Linked DNA regions of Mus musculus: regions 1 and 2 are each linked to region 3. A link is a contact called in public HiChIP or PLAC-seq and promoter capture Hi-C data. All regions are on one chromosome and are shown on one strand. The core of a region is the stretch at or near the end of the contact, and the rest is flanking DNA. Distances in the headings are between cores, read along the strand shown. Region 1 holds the start of Srprb (signal recognition particle receptor, B subunit). Region 2 overlaps Gm46128 (a long non-coding RNA gene). Region 3 overlaps Topbp1 (topoisomerase (DNA) II binding protein 1).

What was found. Promoter capture Hi-C pulls out the DNA fragments that hold promoters and counts their contacts. HiChIP or PLAC-seq counts read pairs in DNA pulled down with a chosen protein or histone mark.
Region 1: a contact with region 3 is called in a promoter capture Hi-C map of hematopoietic stem and progenitor cells. The contact joins the promoter of Srprb here to the enhancer-like site in region 3. A contact is called at or near these places in 11 of 39 promoter capture datasets (3T3-L1-derived adipocytes, the C10 cell line, HPC-7-derived erythroid cells and 7 more), 15 of 484 Hi-C or Micro-C datasets (B cells, CD8 T cells, LSK cells and 10 more), 1 of 115 datasets of contacts at active chromatin or transcription factors (stem cell-derived neural progenitor cells) and 4 of 9 other capture datasets (adipose tissue, bone marrow-derived macrophages, liver and 1 more).
Region 2: an H3K4me3 HiChIP or PLAC-seq map of bone marrow-derived macrophages shows a contact between it and region 3, with 4 times the contacts expected there. The contact joins two enhancer-like sites. A contact is called at or near these places in 5 of 484 Hi-C or Micro-C datasets (CD8 T cells, embryonic stem cells and natural killer cells), 5 of 115 datasets of contacts at active chromatin or transcription factors (bone marrow-derived macrophages, embryonic basal ganglia, embryonic midbrain and 2 more) and 3 of 9 other capture datasets (adipose tissue, liver and pancreatic islet).

What each region holds. Positions count from the first base shown.
Region 1 is chr9:103,199,086-103,204,105 of GRCm38.p6, forward strand. It overlaps Srprb (signal recognition particle receptor, B subunit), which reads right to left and starts at 2,980. Exons shown (of 7, transcript NM_009275.4): 1 at 2,827-2,980; 2 at 2,202-2,296. The coding sequence starts at 2,974.
Region 2 is chr9:103,106,985-103,111,327 of GRCm38.p6, forward strand. All of the region lies in intron 1 of Gm46128 (a long non-coding RNA gene), which reads right to left. Among named protein-coding and RNA genes, the nearest start is that of Rab6b, 2.9 kb to the right of the region's middle. Within about 2 kb of position 1,422, at least 69 of the 459 cell types and tissues checked have an H3K27ac peak or open chromatin away from gene starts, as enhancers often do. A contact at or near this core is called in bone marrow-derived macrophages, where this site is marked.
Region 3 is chr9:103,344,928-103,349,989 of GRCm38.p6, forward strand. It overlaps Topbp1 (topoisomerase (DNA) II binding protein 1), which reads left to right. Exons shown (of 28, transcript NM_176979.5): 24 at 1-27; 25 at 815-952; 26 at 1,757-1,846; 27 at 2,000-2,161; 28 at 4,855-5,062. The coding sequence ends at 4,989. Among named protein-coding and RNA genes, the nearest start is that of Cdv3, 18 kb to the right of the region's middle. Within about 2 kb of position 2,349, at least 22 of the 459 cell types and tissues checked have an H3K27ac peak or open chromatin away from gene starts, as enhancers often do. A contact at or near this core is called in bone marrow-derived macrophages, granulocyte-monocyte progenitors and hematopoietic stem and progenitor cells, where this site is marked.

The DNA.
Region 1 (5,020 bases), core at 1,730-4,229, 150 kb before region 3:
CACTCGGGAAGCAGAGGCAGGCGGATTTTTGAGTTCGAGGCCAGCCTGGTCTACAGAGTGAGTTCCAGGACAGCCAGGGCTACACAGAGAAACCCTGTCTCGAAAAACCAAATAATAATAATAATTAATTACAAGCTTTATTCCTTCTTTTTGCAGTGCCATCAGAAAGTGGCACCCTGGGCCCAACATTATTAGTATTATTTTTAAACAACAGCAAGGGGCCAAATTACTGACCTGTAAAGATTTTAGGCACCAAAACCAACTCAAGGCCTCAGGAGATGTTCAGTGGACATAACACTTCCTGTGTAACCTTGATGACCTAAGTTCAGCCCCTCTGAACCCACATAAACCCAGATCTAGTAGTACACACATTCACAAGCCCAGTACTCCTATGGGGAAAATGGGAGGGAGACAGGACAATCTCCAGAAATTCATACTAGCTTGCCTGGCACAGCAATGAGAGAAGACCAACACTTCTGGTCCTCTGACCTCCACAGATGTGCCAAGGCTCACACGTACCAGCCCTTACACACATGAATGAACACACACACACAATTAAAATAATAATAGCTATTACTACTACTACTACTACTATTATTATTATTTATACCCTCCAAAGGAAGAGGGTAAATTCTCCATAGTAAAACATGTTCAGTTAAAATACACTGGCTTACATAAAACTAAGTGTTAGTAAAGGGAGGCCTCTCTAGCTTAAGACTGTCGAAGGAGGGTAATTTTTGTCATGATTGTGATAATGCTGGATTGCTCAGAACTAGCCATGCTGGGACTATTTTAAGTCACAGAAATCAGCAAAAGTTATTGGGCTTCCTTTATCCTTTATTGATTGTTTAAAGAAAGAATAAGAACGCAAGCTACACTTAAGAATATATGTCTATCCAGGCAGTGGTGGCACAGGCCTTTAATCCCAGCACTTAGGAGGCAGAGGCAGGTGGATTTCTGAGTTCAAGACCAGCCTGGTCTACAGAGTGAGTTCCAGGACAGCCAGGGCTATACAGAGAAACCCTGTCTGGAAAAAAACAAAATCAAACAAACAAACAAAAAAATGTATGTCCATAACCATTATATTCTGAGTAGCCCAAGAAACTGGTAATGCATTTTTTAACAGGTGTATGTACACTGAAGGTTGGTTGATGTCGGGAGTCCTTAATCTTTCTCCACCTTATTTATTTACTGTTTTTGCTTTTTTTTTTTTTTTTTTTTCCCTGACATAGGGTTTCTCTGTGCAGCTCTGGCTGTCCTGGAACTCATTCTACAGACCAAGCTGGCCTCAAACTTGAAGAGATCCTCCTACTTCTGCCTCCCAAGTGTTGGCTTTAAAGGCATGGACCACCACCACACAGCCAGCCACCTTTTGTGAGGCTGTGGTCTCTCACTGAACCCGGGGAGAAAACCAACTAGCATGGGTGGTGGTGAGCCAAGGAATTCCAGGGATCCATACCTCCTAGGCCCTGGGATTGCTGACAAGAACTTCTGGACCTGGCTTTCACGTATGTGCCACCGATCCAAACTCAGACCCTCATTTTTTTGCCAGGCAAGAAAACAGACTGAGTCACCTCCCCATCCCCAGACCACGTATTCTAACAGCATCGTGTGTGTATGTGTGTGTGTGTGTGTGTGTGTGTGTGTTTTTACAGGTTTTCCTAGAGTCTTTTTTATATAACTCCCAGGGGGCTGGAGAGATAGCTCAGTGGTTAAGAGCACCGACTGCTCTTCCGAAGGTCCTGAGTTCAAATCCCAGCAACCACATGGTGGCTCACAACCATCTGTAATGAGATCTGACTCCCTCTTCTGGTGCATCTGAAGACAGCTACAGTGTACTTAGATATAATAATAAATAAATCTTAAAAAAAAAAAAAGAATTAACTCCCAGGGCTGGAGACTCAACTAAGTTGGATAAGATCCCATCCTGCTTCTAGCAAAGGGACCTGAATTCAATTCCCAGCACCCACATCAGGCAGCTTTGAAGACCGACTCTACAAAATCTGACACATCTGGCCTCTACAGGTACAGGCACTCATGTGCATATACCCACACACATACATATAATTAAAAAGAAAAAAAAATATTTTTAAAAACATGTCCTAAACTTGCTGTACCAAATAAACTGCAAGATGACAGGGCTACGGAAATGCCTTACCCATCCCTCTTAAGTCTAACCGAGGTGAAAATCAAAGCATTACCCTGACAAACAGCAACGTTTTCCCAGAGTCACAGAGACCAACGAAGAGAACAGCTCTCTGACTGCTCTTTCGGCTCCAGATGAACTTCCAGAACACTGCAGAGAAGAGAAAGGCAGCCTTCATTTTCTAAAGACATTATTAGTAGGCATTTACGACAAAAAAACAAAGCGTCCATCTGGACTACTTTCATTGTCACACGGATTAGAGTCAGTTTTGTTAGGAACTCACGGAGCGCCAGCCACTATCAACTGTAAACCTTTTCACGTCTATTTCCCTCATCCAAATGTGGAGACTAAAAGTATACACAGAATGATGGATCTGGGAAAAATTAGTGGCTTGCTACATTTGATTGGTGGATTTCTACTCTACCTTAGTACCCCAGTATCTCAGAGCCCAGTTCAGACACAAGTGGCTCAAAGTTGGAATGAACGATGGCGGCCGCAGCGCTCAAGCGCACAGGGCCGCCTCATGTAAGTCCTGTCCCAAGACCCAGGTCACTTCAGCGTCCCCTTTCCACACTGCTGGGTCTGGAAGACGAGTAGTAGAAGAGGGAACGCAGCCGTCCGCCTCCCTGGCCTGCGGCGCCGAGCCACCCTGCCCTCGCCGTGAATGCCGGCCGCCTCACCCAGCGTCAGCAGCACCGCCAGGAGAGCCACCGCCACGGAGAGCAGCGTCGGATCCCTCTGCTGCAGCTCCTGTCGTAAGGAGTCGAGGTAAGGCTGGAAGGCGCCACCGGCGCCATCGCCAACTCGCCGGGTGTTCGCCGAAGCCATGAAAGAGGTGTGTAGTCTTCCCGGGCCGCCAAAGTTACGTGGCTCTAGGCTCCACGCCGTGGTGGGGCGCGGGGCATCACGGGAGTTGTAGTCCCTTAGGGGTATCTCGGCTAAGTGCCTGATGGGAGTTGGAGTTTTTTGGTTTCTACAACCCAGTTAGCGAGTGTATTCATATCGGCATGCTTTGAGACATGTATAGCTTTGTGGAATTTTTTTTCTTTGCATTTTAATTTTTTATCTTTGGAGAATTTCATAAATGAATATGATGTCTTTTGGTCAAACCCACCCCTCTACTCCCATTTCATTTCGATTTTTGAAAGAATGATGACTTTTAGCAAAATTAACGGCTACAAAACTTCATTTGAGGGTGAGGATTTCTACTCGGCCGTTACATGGGATGAAATTTATGAGAGATTTTACCACAGTATGATGTGACCGAAGATGTGATGGAGTCACAGAGAATCCACAAAGACACATCAAGTCCTTTATGAGGTCAGAGAAAAGTAGCTAGAGATGGACCTGAATCTTGGAGGATGCATTAACCTATACCGGCAACTAAAGAAAACAGAAAAAGACGCACGGAAGAGAAGCTTGAGTAAAAGCCAATGACATGTGGGAAACTCGGGAATTCTGTGTCCTGCATTGACACGTCCAGCACGGAAAAAAATGACTGCATTTTAAAAAGCAATCAGGAAAATCAGTGCTCGGGAGGATGTGGAGGTGTCGACGATAGATTGATCATTCCCACCCAAAGGAAGCAGGCCTACTCAACCAGGTAGGCCATTTGAGAGGCCCAGAGTAGACAACATTTTTCAGTTTCTCAAGAGGACTTATTTATAAAAGATCTTCATGGGAACTCTTCTACTTAAGATTTCATCGGGTAATCGAAACATTTAAAAAAAAATGTGAGCTTCAATTTAAAAATATCTCTGCGAGTCAGAAGTGGCCAAGCCTCGAGGGCCATTTGCAGCCTCTGTCATTAAGTAGCTGTCATTATTTTAAAGTATTTAAGTACAGGTCTGCCTGGGAGATGACAGGAAAAGTCGATGTCACTTAAAGGCTAAACAAATTCATTAAAATGTCGCACTGCCACATAAAACCCCAACTCCTGCAGGTACCAGGAAGAGAGGAAATGAGACATTCCCTTCCTCTCTAGTGTGGCAGTGAGTGATTGGGTAGGAAATGAAACAAAGATGTTAAAGTTTGAGTTTGGAAGGTTCGCAATGTGATTTCGATTTCCATACATCCTCAAAAGGCAGAGGGCAGGTGAGAAGAAGCCCACTCGAGAGGGCCACTCCGTTGGCCTTACCATCGCCAGATACTGAGTCGCTGGCTACAGGCTATGTATAAGAATGATTAGATTGTCCATGGAAGCAAAAGTGGCAGAAAGGCAGCTGGAAAAGTTTGTAGGAATCAGACCTGGGAGTGGTTTTGTGTGCTATGCTGAAGAACTCAGAGTTTACTCATAGTATAACAATAAGCTGAAGGTGACATGGATAATTGGCAGATCTGTGGAGAACTGTGACTGGAGAGAGAAAAGACTGAGGCTGGGGGAATCAATGGGAGTCTCTTGTCGTATTTAGGCAAAAGATACTTGGAGTCTAACACAGGATAAAAGTGTGAAATCCGGGGCTAGAGAGATGGCTCAGTGGTTAAGAGCACTGGTTGCTCTTCCAGAGGTCCTGAGTTCAGTTCCCAGCAACCACATCAGGTGGCTCACAGCCATCTGTAATGGGATCTGATGCCCTCTTCTGGTGTGTCTGCAGACAGCTACAGTGTGCTCACATACATTAAATAAATAAATAAACAAACAAACACTGAAAGTGTGAAATACAGGGTAAAATTTCTGAGATATTTAGAAGTTAAAATATGTAGGTTGTAATGACTATAAAATATATAGTTGCTGTTGTTCTATTACTGTGAAAAGACACCATGACCAATACAGAAGAAAGCATTTAATTGGGAGCTTTTTTGTTTGTTTGTTTTTTTGAGACAGGGTTTCTCTGTGTAGCCCTGGCTGCCCTGGAACTCACTCCGTAGACCAGG
Region 2 (4,343 bases), core at 172-2,671, 240 kb before region 3:
CACTAACAAATTATCTTAGCTGAGCATAGTTGCTCACACTTTTGATCCCAGCACTCGGGAGGCAAACACACGTGGATCTCTGAATCCGAGGCCTGCCTGGTCTATGGAGGACGGCCAGGTCTACACAGAGAAATCCTGTCTTGGAAAACCAAAACTAACAATAATTTTTAAAAGTACATAAAAAGTTTAAATATTTACGTGTGTCTATGTGAGTATATACCTGTGAGTGCCCATGGAGACCAGAAGAGGGAATCAGAGACCACTGGTTCTGGTCATGAGCTGCCTGATGTGGGTGCTCAGAACAGAACTCTGGTCTTTCTGAAGCATGGGAAGTGCTCCTAACCACTGAGTCATCTCTCCAGCCCTTCCGTTCAACATTTAAGAAACAATTCCAATTTTACATAAGCTCCTGCCACAAATGGGTGATGCCCGTGTACTTCCTGGCTCATTTTCTGAGGCCAGCATGACTGTTATCCAAACCAAATGATGATATTAATTTTTGTTGTTGGTTTTGTTTTGTTTTTGCTTTTATTGGATATTTTCTTTATTTACATTTCAAATGTTATCTCCTTTCCTGGTTTCCCCTCTGAAAAACACCCTCTTCCTTATCCCCTCCCCCTGCTCACCAACCCACCCACACCTGCTTCCTGGCCCTGGCATTCCCCTACACTGGGGCATTGAGCCTTCACAGGACCAAGGGCCTCTCCTCCCATTGATGTCTTACTAGGCCATCCTCTGCTACATGTGCAGCTGGAGCCATGAGTCCCACCATGTGTACCCTTTGGTTGGTGGTTTAGTCCCAGGGAGCTCTAAGGGTACTGGTTAGTTCATATTGTTGTTCCTCCTATGGAGCTGCAAACCCTGTCAGCTTCTTAGGTCCTTTCTCTAGCTCCTTCATTGGGGACCCTGTGCTCGGTCCAATGGATGGCTGTGAGCATCCACTTCTGTATTTGTCAGGCACTGAAAATGATGATATTATAAGAGAAGAAAATTGCAGGACAACATCACTCACAATCGTAGACAAAAAAAAAGTGCCAACATTTTAGAATGCCAAATTTAATATATATAAAAGAACAACTTATTATCATTGGGTAAGGTTTATCCAAAGAATGCAAAGAATGCAGGCATCTGTTGTGGGTGAGGGAAGGAAGAAACTACTGTGGTCCACACCATGGCACACCTCTCAGTAGTAATGGAGTAGACTACTGATACAAACAGGAACTCAGAATCTGTCCATGGAGTTATCTCAGGTGAGAAGAAAAAAAAAAAAAAAAACCCAGCCCCCCCCCCCCCCCCGCCCCATGTTCCGTACAATATAATTTCGTTCAGATTCTTGAGTCTAAGGAAATGAAATAGTTCAGTGATTGAGAGTGAGGAAGGGATAGGTGTGAGGAAGGCAGGAGCAGGAGTGTTCCCATGGTGATGGGACTCTTTGTACTTGATTGTCTATATACGGGCTCGACAATGAACTTGATACACAAGATACTACCATGGTGGAAGTGGGTAGGGCAGGTTAGATAAAGTACCCACGGGTCTGACTTTTTTTGCAACTTCTTGTGAACCCATAGTGACTTCCAAATGAAGAGAAATCTGTAGTTATGTTTTTATGTAAATAGCTGTTGGGAGCCGCCCCCACATTCGCCGTCACAAGATGGCGCTGACATCCTGTGTTCTAAGTGGTAAACAAATAATCTGCGCATGTGCCAAGGGTATTTTACGACTACTTGTACTCTGCCTTTCCCGTGAACGTCAGCTCGGCCATGGGCTGCAGCCAATCAGGGAGTGATGCGTCCTAAGCGAAGAATAACTCCTCCTTAAAGGGGACGGGGTTTTCCGCCATTCTCTCTCTCTCTCTCTCTCTCTCTCTCTCTCTCTCTCTCTCTCTCTCTCTCTCTCTCTCGCTGGCATCTCTCTGGCTCTGCGCGCCCTGCGCTCGCTCGCTGCCTAAAGATGTAAACAATAGAGTGCGCTCTGCGCTGGCTCCTAAAGATGTAAATAGAAGGGGCTTTCGCTTTTGGGGCGGAGGGTTTGCGCTCCTAGCTCCTGAAGATGTAAGCAATAAAGTTTTGCCGCAGAAGATTCTGGTCTGTTGTGTTCTTCCTGGCCGGGCGTGAGAACGCGATTAAGAAATAGCCAAGGGCAAATAGCCAAGCCCTTCTTGAAGAACATGAAGAAACATGGGTGGTGGGGTAGCTATATGTTCCGACAGCGATCTTTGGTGTAAAGATAACAACATACATCAGGTTTTAGCCCTTGATGTATTTCCTCTCTGCAGAGCTTTGGAACCTTTCCGCAGGTGCACCAGGAGACAGGTAGAGAACAGTCCTATCTGCACCATTTGCAAAGCAGAAAGAAGGCTGGGTGCTCTTTCCATGGTTAATTTCCTGGCTCTGCTAAGGTACCGTGGTTATGTAAGATGTTATCGTGGGGGCTGTTGGATGAAGAGACACAGAAACTTCCTGTACTATTTTTTGAAACCTCTATGTAGTCTAAAACTATTTCAGGCTTTAAAAACTGGACACATTTTTACTGAAAATGGTTTCAAAATTGGGGCAGACGATGGAATGCTAAGCAGACACGGGAACCAAAGGCTCTGCTCTATGCATCAACAGGAATCTTGGGAGTACAGCGAGAAGGGAAGAGCAAGTCAGAAGACAGGGTTTGAAATATGAATTCAAAAGACTCAAGAGAAATGAAAGTGTTGAGAGTTTGGGTTTTCTGCCTTGGGGAAGGAGGAAAAGGGGGAGGGGATAAAAGAAGAATTAGAAGACAGGTGTGTGTTCACTGCGATATGATGTCTTTCCATGTTCCTCATCCAGAGAACACACTCATCAGGAAGGGCAGAAAGATGCCATGCAGAAGAAACTCTTTCTAGTGAGACTACCAAAAAGAGGCTTATAGTGGCTCTTTTTATCTATCACATGGGAAATGCCTGATATCCCAGGACAGAATAAAGATGATCCCTTCCCCTAAGAGACAAAGGAATGGCAAGGGTAAGGGAGAGACTTGGAAGAGAGCAGAAGCATTCTAAGGTTAGGATTCACATACAGCATGAAGACCATGCTGTGTAGCTCTGCCCAGACTGCAGGAGCCAACCCAGCCGACTGAACCAGTACAGATGAGGAAATGCTGGGTGGAAGGTGTGACACCCCCCAACCCCCTGAATGCCTTGACCTCCACAGGCAGGGAGGGGTGTGGCTTAGGAGTAGTTCTTTCACTGCTGGAGTGTCCAACTTCTAGCTACGGAGACACAACATTGCAATCTACAAACTTCACAATGTAAAACCAGGCAATGGGATCAACAACAATAAACAAAAACTTGCCCCAAAAAATGTAGAAACCCATCCAGTATCTCATAATGTTCTACATAAGATTACAATATTGTGTTGTGCTGAATTCAAAGCTATCCTGCAAGGCATATGGCCTGTGGACAGTGGGTCGGACACACCTGCCAAAACTTTCCTCAGCCCATGCTGGATCCCGAGACAGCAACACACTCGGGGCAAAAGTAGGGTGGAGTCTGAGTTATCTTAGTCTGGTGCCCAATCTGGCATGCTTATATGCTCAGAGGGATGACCTCCGACTCCAGGGACTTCAAACCGAAGAAGACCACAAGAATAGAACAGTTACTCTGATTTGAGAGTAGTTTTAGAGGTTAATTCGAGCATTCAGCAACTGTTTCCTAAACTCTAGGTGAAGTGGAACCTCAGCTGCTTCCATGGAGTTTCCTGTGAGGGCTCAATGTGCGGTGGGAGACTCTAGTGGGTACATTCGGGGTAAATTCATAAGTGTCCCCTGGGAAATCCGTAGGCACGGGTGTGTGTGTGTGTGTGTGTGTGTGTGTGCATTTCACTCCTGGCTTGCTTTGTGTAACATACACTACACATTCCAAACAGTCCCAAACAAACATTCCCTGAATGGCCAGAGAAGGTCAAGACCAGCAAGTGGCTGGAGAGGAAGAGGGGAGGGGCTTTGTAAAGCCTCAATTAACCCGATGCCTTAGAGTGTACTGCTTGGGGACTGCGTTTAACCTTAGTCTGGCGTCTACTCCTTGCTCTCACGCTACTGTGTGTGCCCTGCAAACTTAGAGGTCGCTCTCTTATACTCTTGTAGCTCATTACCCGAATAAACCTAACTAGCAGGGCGCAGGAGTGTGGTTGGGCTGACGGTCTCAGGATCAAAAGAGGCAGGGCATTGTCTTTGGGTTAGTGGAGCTGTCTTCTACCAGGCAGGTTAGGTTTCAAACCCTAGTAGGCATATCCTGTAAGGGTGTCTTCTCTCTCACTGGCCAGCTCCTCTGGGGACAACCACAGATCCCCTCCGCATGAAGAGTCTGAGCCTAG
Region 3 (5,062 bases), core at 1,099-3,598:
TGCAAGACAGCTGGGCGCTTTGTGCAGGTGTGTATTCATATTCCTGTGAAGGTTTGTTCTCTTGTTAATGACTTAGGAGATCCTTGGTCATCCCCTCACCGTGTATTTAGTTTAAATGACCACACGTGGCCAGTCAGATTACAGCTGTTCTGTGAGGATCTTTGAAACAGAACAAAGTCTGCAAGGTCGGGCTGCTTTATTCACATCCCTTTTTATTAAAATATTTTGGTTGGCATACAAAAAAATGAGTTTTTATTGTGGCCTGCTCACTTTTTGTTACCTAATTTATCGGTGCTTTTTTATTGAAATGATTTTCTCTTAATGAGCAGATTCAAGATAGCCCATTATAAGGCTTTTTCTTTGCTGTTAGCTTATCCATATTAAGCAGTTGTAACAAGCTGGGCATCACGGTAATATCTACTGTGTCGTTTCCGAAGCTTCCAATCTGAGCTCCTTGGGACTTGTCTTAGTTCATACCTCCTCAGGCTGTGCTCTCATGAAGCCAAATACTAGGGTATTTTACTAAGTTAGGTATGCTACTAAGTTGCCAAAATACAGCTGTCTGGCCAAAAGGTTTGTTTTGGGGAAATTAGTTTCTGGTTTTAATTAAAGCCAGCTGTACTGGTTCTTCACATAAAACTGAATAAATGGAATGAGTTCCCAAAGTAGTGTTCTCTATCATTCGTGTCTCTGTAACGATTGAACTTTCAGCTTTGATCTTGATAGACTGCAAGCTGCTGGGGGCCAGATACCCATGCTTAGTTAGCACAGTGCTGTGAAAGGAACCCACAAGTTCACTGGCCTGGTTTTCTAGGAAGAAGACTACGAGTGGGGAAGTAGCTCCATACTTGATGCTCTCCCTGACGTCACTGAGCACCAGCAGAAGCTCGCACTGGCGGCAATGAGATGGAGGAAAAGAATCCAGCAAAGTCAAGAATCCGGCATTGTTGAGGTACTATTGTGGGATTCAGTATTGTGACTTGTTTTAAAGAGCATATGCCTGACCAAGTAGTTCTGATTGTCTTTTATTCCATAATTGATATATTTAGTTGCACATTCTGTGTTGAACTAAAATTTCTGTTGTGCAGGGAGGCAGAGGCAGGAGAATGTTTGAATTCCAGGATATCTGAGGCTATGTAGAAATCCTGCCTGAGACAACAAAGTATTGTGTTACTGTAAGATAGGGTCTTCTAAAGATAACTTGTCTTTTCAGGGTAGAGCATCAGGAGTCCTAAGCCAGGTCTGCAAATTCTCTCTAAGGAGTCTATATACTTTTGAGTAAGGAAATTATGTCCTTTCTTTCCTAATTGCTGATTGCTAGGGTACTCCTGTAATCCTAGCACTTGGGAGGCAGGAGAAGAGCAAGAGGTCAGAGCTAGCCTATGAAACTTTGTCCTTTTTCTTTTCTTTCTTTCTTTTTTTTAAACTAATAATGGGTTGAAGAGGCCGCCCAGGGGTAAAGGCACCTGCGCTGCTCTTCCAGAGAACTCAGATTTAATTCCTATCATCAACATCTGTAAATCTACTTCCAGAGGATCCAACACCCTCTTCTGACTTCTGTAGGCCCTGCATGCAAGTGATACTTAGTATATGTAAATATATGCAAAAAACCCACTGAGTTTTGTGTGTGTGTGTGTGTATAGATAGATAGATGAATGACAAGAAATTACTTGACACTAAACAATTAAATTCATGCATTATCTCTGCATTTTGAATGTTTAGTATGTTAAAATTACATGTACTTATTTTTAAATAGGGAGCATTTAGTGGCTGGAAAGCTATTTTACGTGTTGATCGGCCCCGAGAAGCTGGGTTCAAACGCCTTCTTCAGGCAGGAGGAGCAAAGGTTTGTCCTGAATTAATTTACTGCTATCCTAGGGGCAGGTTTGCACCAACTTGTCCAGCAAGGTTTCTGTGATGTCTCCCTGCCCTCTGCCTTTGAGGGGAGGAGCATCTGCTATGGAGCATGAGGGGATTAACCCTTCCTGTTTTTCATTAGGTGTTATCTGGTCATCCAGAACCTTTACTTAAAGATGCTACGCATCTCTTTTGTGACTTCAATAAACTGAAACCTGATGACTGCAGAGTTTTCATCGCAGAGGCTACTGCCCAGAACATGGTCTGCTTGAAAACAGAATATATCGCTGATTATCTCATGCTGGTTTGTCACATTCTACTCTTCCGTTTATCATTATCATTTTTATTACTTGTGTGTATATGTGGGGTGGGGAGTTGGCACATGTGTGCTCGTCAGAGGATAGCTTAATGGAGTTGGTTCTCTCCTACCATGTAGGTTCAAACTTAGGTTGCCAGGCTGGTAGCAAGCGCCTTTACTTGCTGAGTCATTTTGCTGGCCCCATACTTCCTTATTTCTAGAGATATGTGTATGTTTGTAGATGAACATCCACACATTTACTCTTGGCTTGCTGCTAATAGAATTGACAGTCTGCCATTCTCTAGTCTTTCAGTTTAGTTCCATTTCTATATTGGATGCCTGTAAACTTTTTAGCATGAAATTTAAGTATGACAGGTTTATGAAAATCTGGGTAGCTATAGATGTTTTACAAGTTCTTTAAAATATTGGGCTATAAAGAAAGCAGGGGGCTAGAGAGTTGGCTCAGAGACAAGAGAACTGGCTGCCATTGAAATCAGACTCAGTTCCTACCTAACAGTAACAGACCTACCGTGTGTACCTGTGTTCGTGTGTACCTGTGTTCGTGTGTGTGCTCGTGTGTGTGTGTGTGTGTGTGTGTGTGTGTGTGTGTGTGTTCGTGTATAGAGGTGTCTGTGGAGTTCAAAAAAAAAAAAAAAAAAAAGAGTTCTATTCCCTGGAGCTGGAGTTATAGGAGGCTGTATCCTGTCCAGTATGGGTGTGAGAATCAAACTTAGATCTCTTAAGTGCTCTTAACTGCTAAGCCATCTCTCCGGCCCTAAATGAATGGATTTTTAAACTGTATACTTGCTTCCTAGGTCAAGCAACATTTTAATATAATCAAGTAACATTGATTTATTACATAGCCGTTTCTCATTTTTTTTATGCATTTCAGAGTTTTGGGGAAATCAGAACATGTGTCTCCTCAAATACTTAGCATGTGTATCATTAACTAGAATCCAGTATTTGTTTACTTTTCTCTTAGAAGAGCTGTTGTACAGTGAAATTTGTAGATAACAGTTCCATCATGTGAGTCAGCCTCCTGATAGATGATGGCCTTCCAAAACCCTTTGGTATCAAGAGCATGACCTCATTTCAACAAGCATCCTTGGGGCCCTTTTCAATGACCTCTACCCCAGCCCCACAGAGATAAGCTTGTTTTATTATTTGTCCCCAGAATATATTAATCTTTCCTTAGTTTGAGAGCTTTTTATACCTGGCCTTAGGGAACACTTAGCATACTGTCCATGTGTCTAGGTCATGGTGCATGTTAGCTAGCTCATCCCTTATTATAGAACGTTCTGTCTGAACAGAGCCCCTGGGTGACTTCCCTTCAATGTGAAGTAGTGTAACTGCTGGGCTAAGTATACATTTAGTTTATGTGGTCTGGATAGCTTTAAACTTGCAGGGCTTCCTACTTCTGTCTCCTAGTACTAGAATTGCATGGTATTCACTATCAGACTCTTCCTAGAAGAGATTTGGTGTCACTTTATAGTCACTTGACTTTTAGCATCTGGTATGGCTACAGTGGAGGTAGTAGCATCATGCTTTAAAAGAATCAGTCTTTACCTCTCTTACTCTGCCTCTCTTTGCCTCCCATCCTTGTCCTGCTAATTGCTGTTATTACCAGCATGTATCTCGTTGTTTATGAGCTTTTTTCACTTGGTACTCCAGATTGGCCTTAGGCCTTAAACTGGTTTTGTTTGTTTGTCTGTTTTCTTTCAATTCTGATGGAAAATAGGTTATAGACTATAGATCCTGGCATTTATCTGTTTGCATTACTTAACAAATAACAGAAGCAGCTGAACTGTCAGTTCACATTTTAGTCTTATTAAATAAAGGTTGTGTGTGTGTGTGTGTGTGTGTGTGTGTATGTATGGCTCAGAGGCCAAAGATTTGGCCAAGCTCCACAAACTATTTCTGGCTTCCAGACCTTTGCTCTGGGTTCCCAACCTTTTTTTTCTGAGGAAATAGTTGCTTTCCTACCTTGTTCTTCAAGCCATTTCTATTAGAATTTTAGCCAGCCTGTGGCACACATAAAAGAAACAAAATGAGAAAGCCCACAAAAGCTAAATTGACCCAGGTCTGACCTGCCCTGTAACAGTTACTTGGTTTGTTAATTCTCCAGCGTCTTTAATTAGAATTTAAGTTCAATTCCCAGAACCCAAAAAAGGCAAGCATGATGTTTGTAATCTTAACACTGGAAAGGCTCAGTTCCAGGCCCATAAGTGACTAGTGGGATTGGCATGGTGACTCAGGCCTTTAATCCCAACATTTGGGAGTTAAAGGTAGGAGGATCACTAAAAGTCTGAAGCATCCTGGGCTACAAAAGGCCAGCTTGTCTTATTTATTTATTTATTTATTTATTTATTTATTTATTTTATGAAAATAGAAAAATGGCTGCAAAGGTAGCCATTGCAAGGACTTGGTGTCAGGTAGAAACACTTAAATGTCCTTGCTACCTGATAGTTAAGCCCATTGCACATTTGTAAATGGGTGTAAAAACACTTATAGTAATTCACACTACTAGCTACTGACCAGCCTTTCCCCAATTTAATCTATATTTTAATCCATGGAATCATTAAAATCTGAACTAGCCATGCTTTACCTGAACTTTGACCCACTGGCAAGCTTTGAGGGGAAAAAGAAACCTGGAGACATACATGCACTACAAATTTGAAGTTTTCCTCTTCCCATTCCAGGAATCCCCTCCTTGTGCAGACAATTACCGTGTATCCGAAGCTGCTTTATTCCATAATAAGAAAGGTGGGCCTGGATTACCACAGAAGAGGAAAACTCCTGCAGAGAATGTAGTCAAACGGCCTCGAGTACACTGAAGTGAGCCATACACAACCACCCAACGAATGTTTTTGAGTTTAGTGTGCTTGCCTAAAATGTATAAAGTGCACT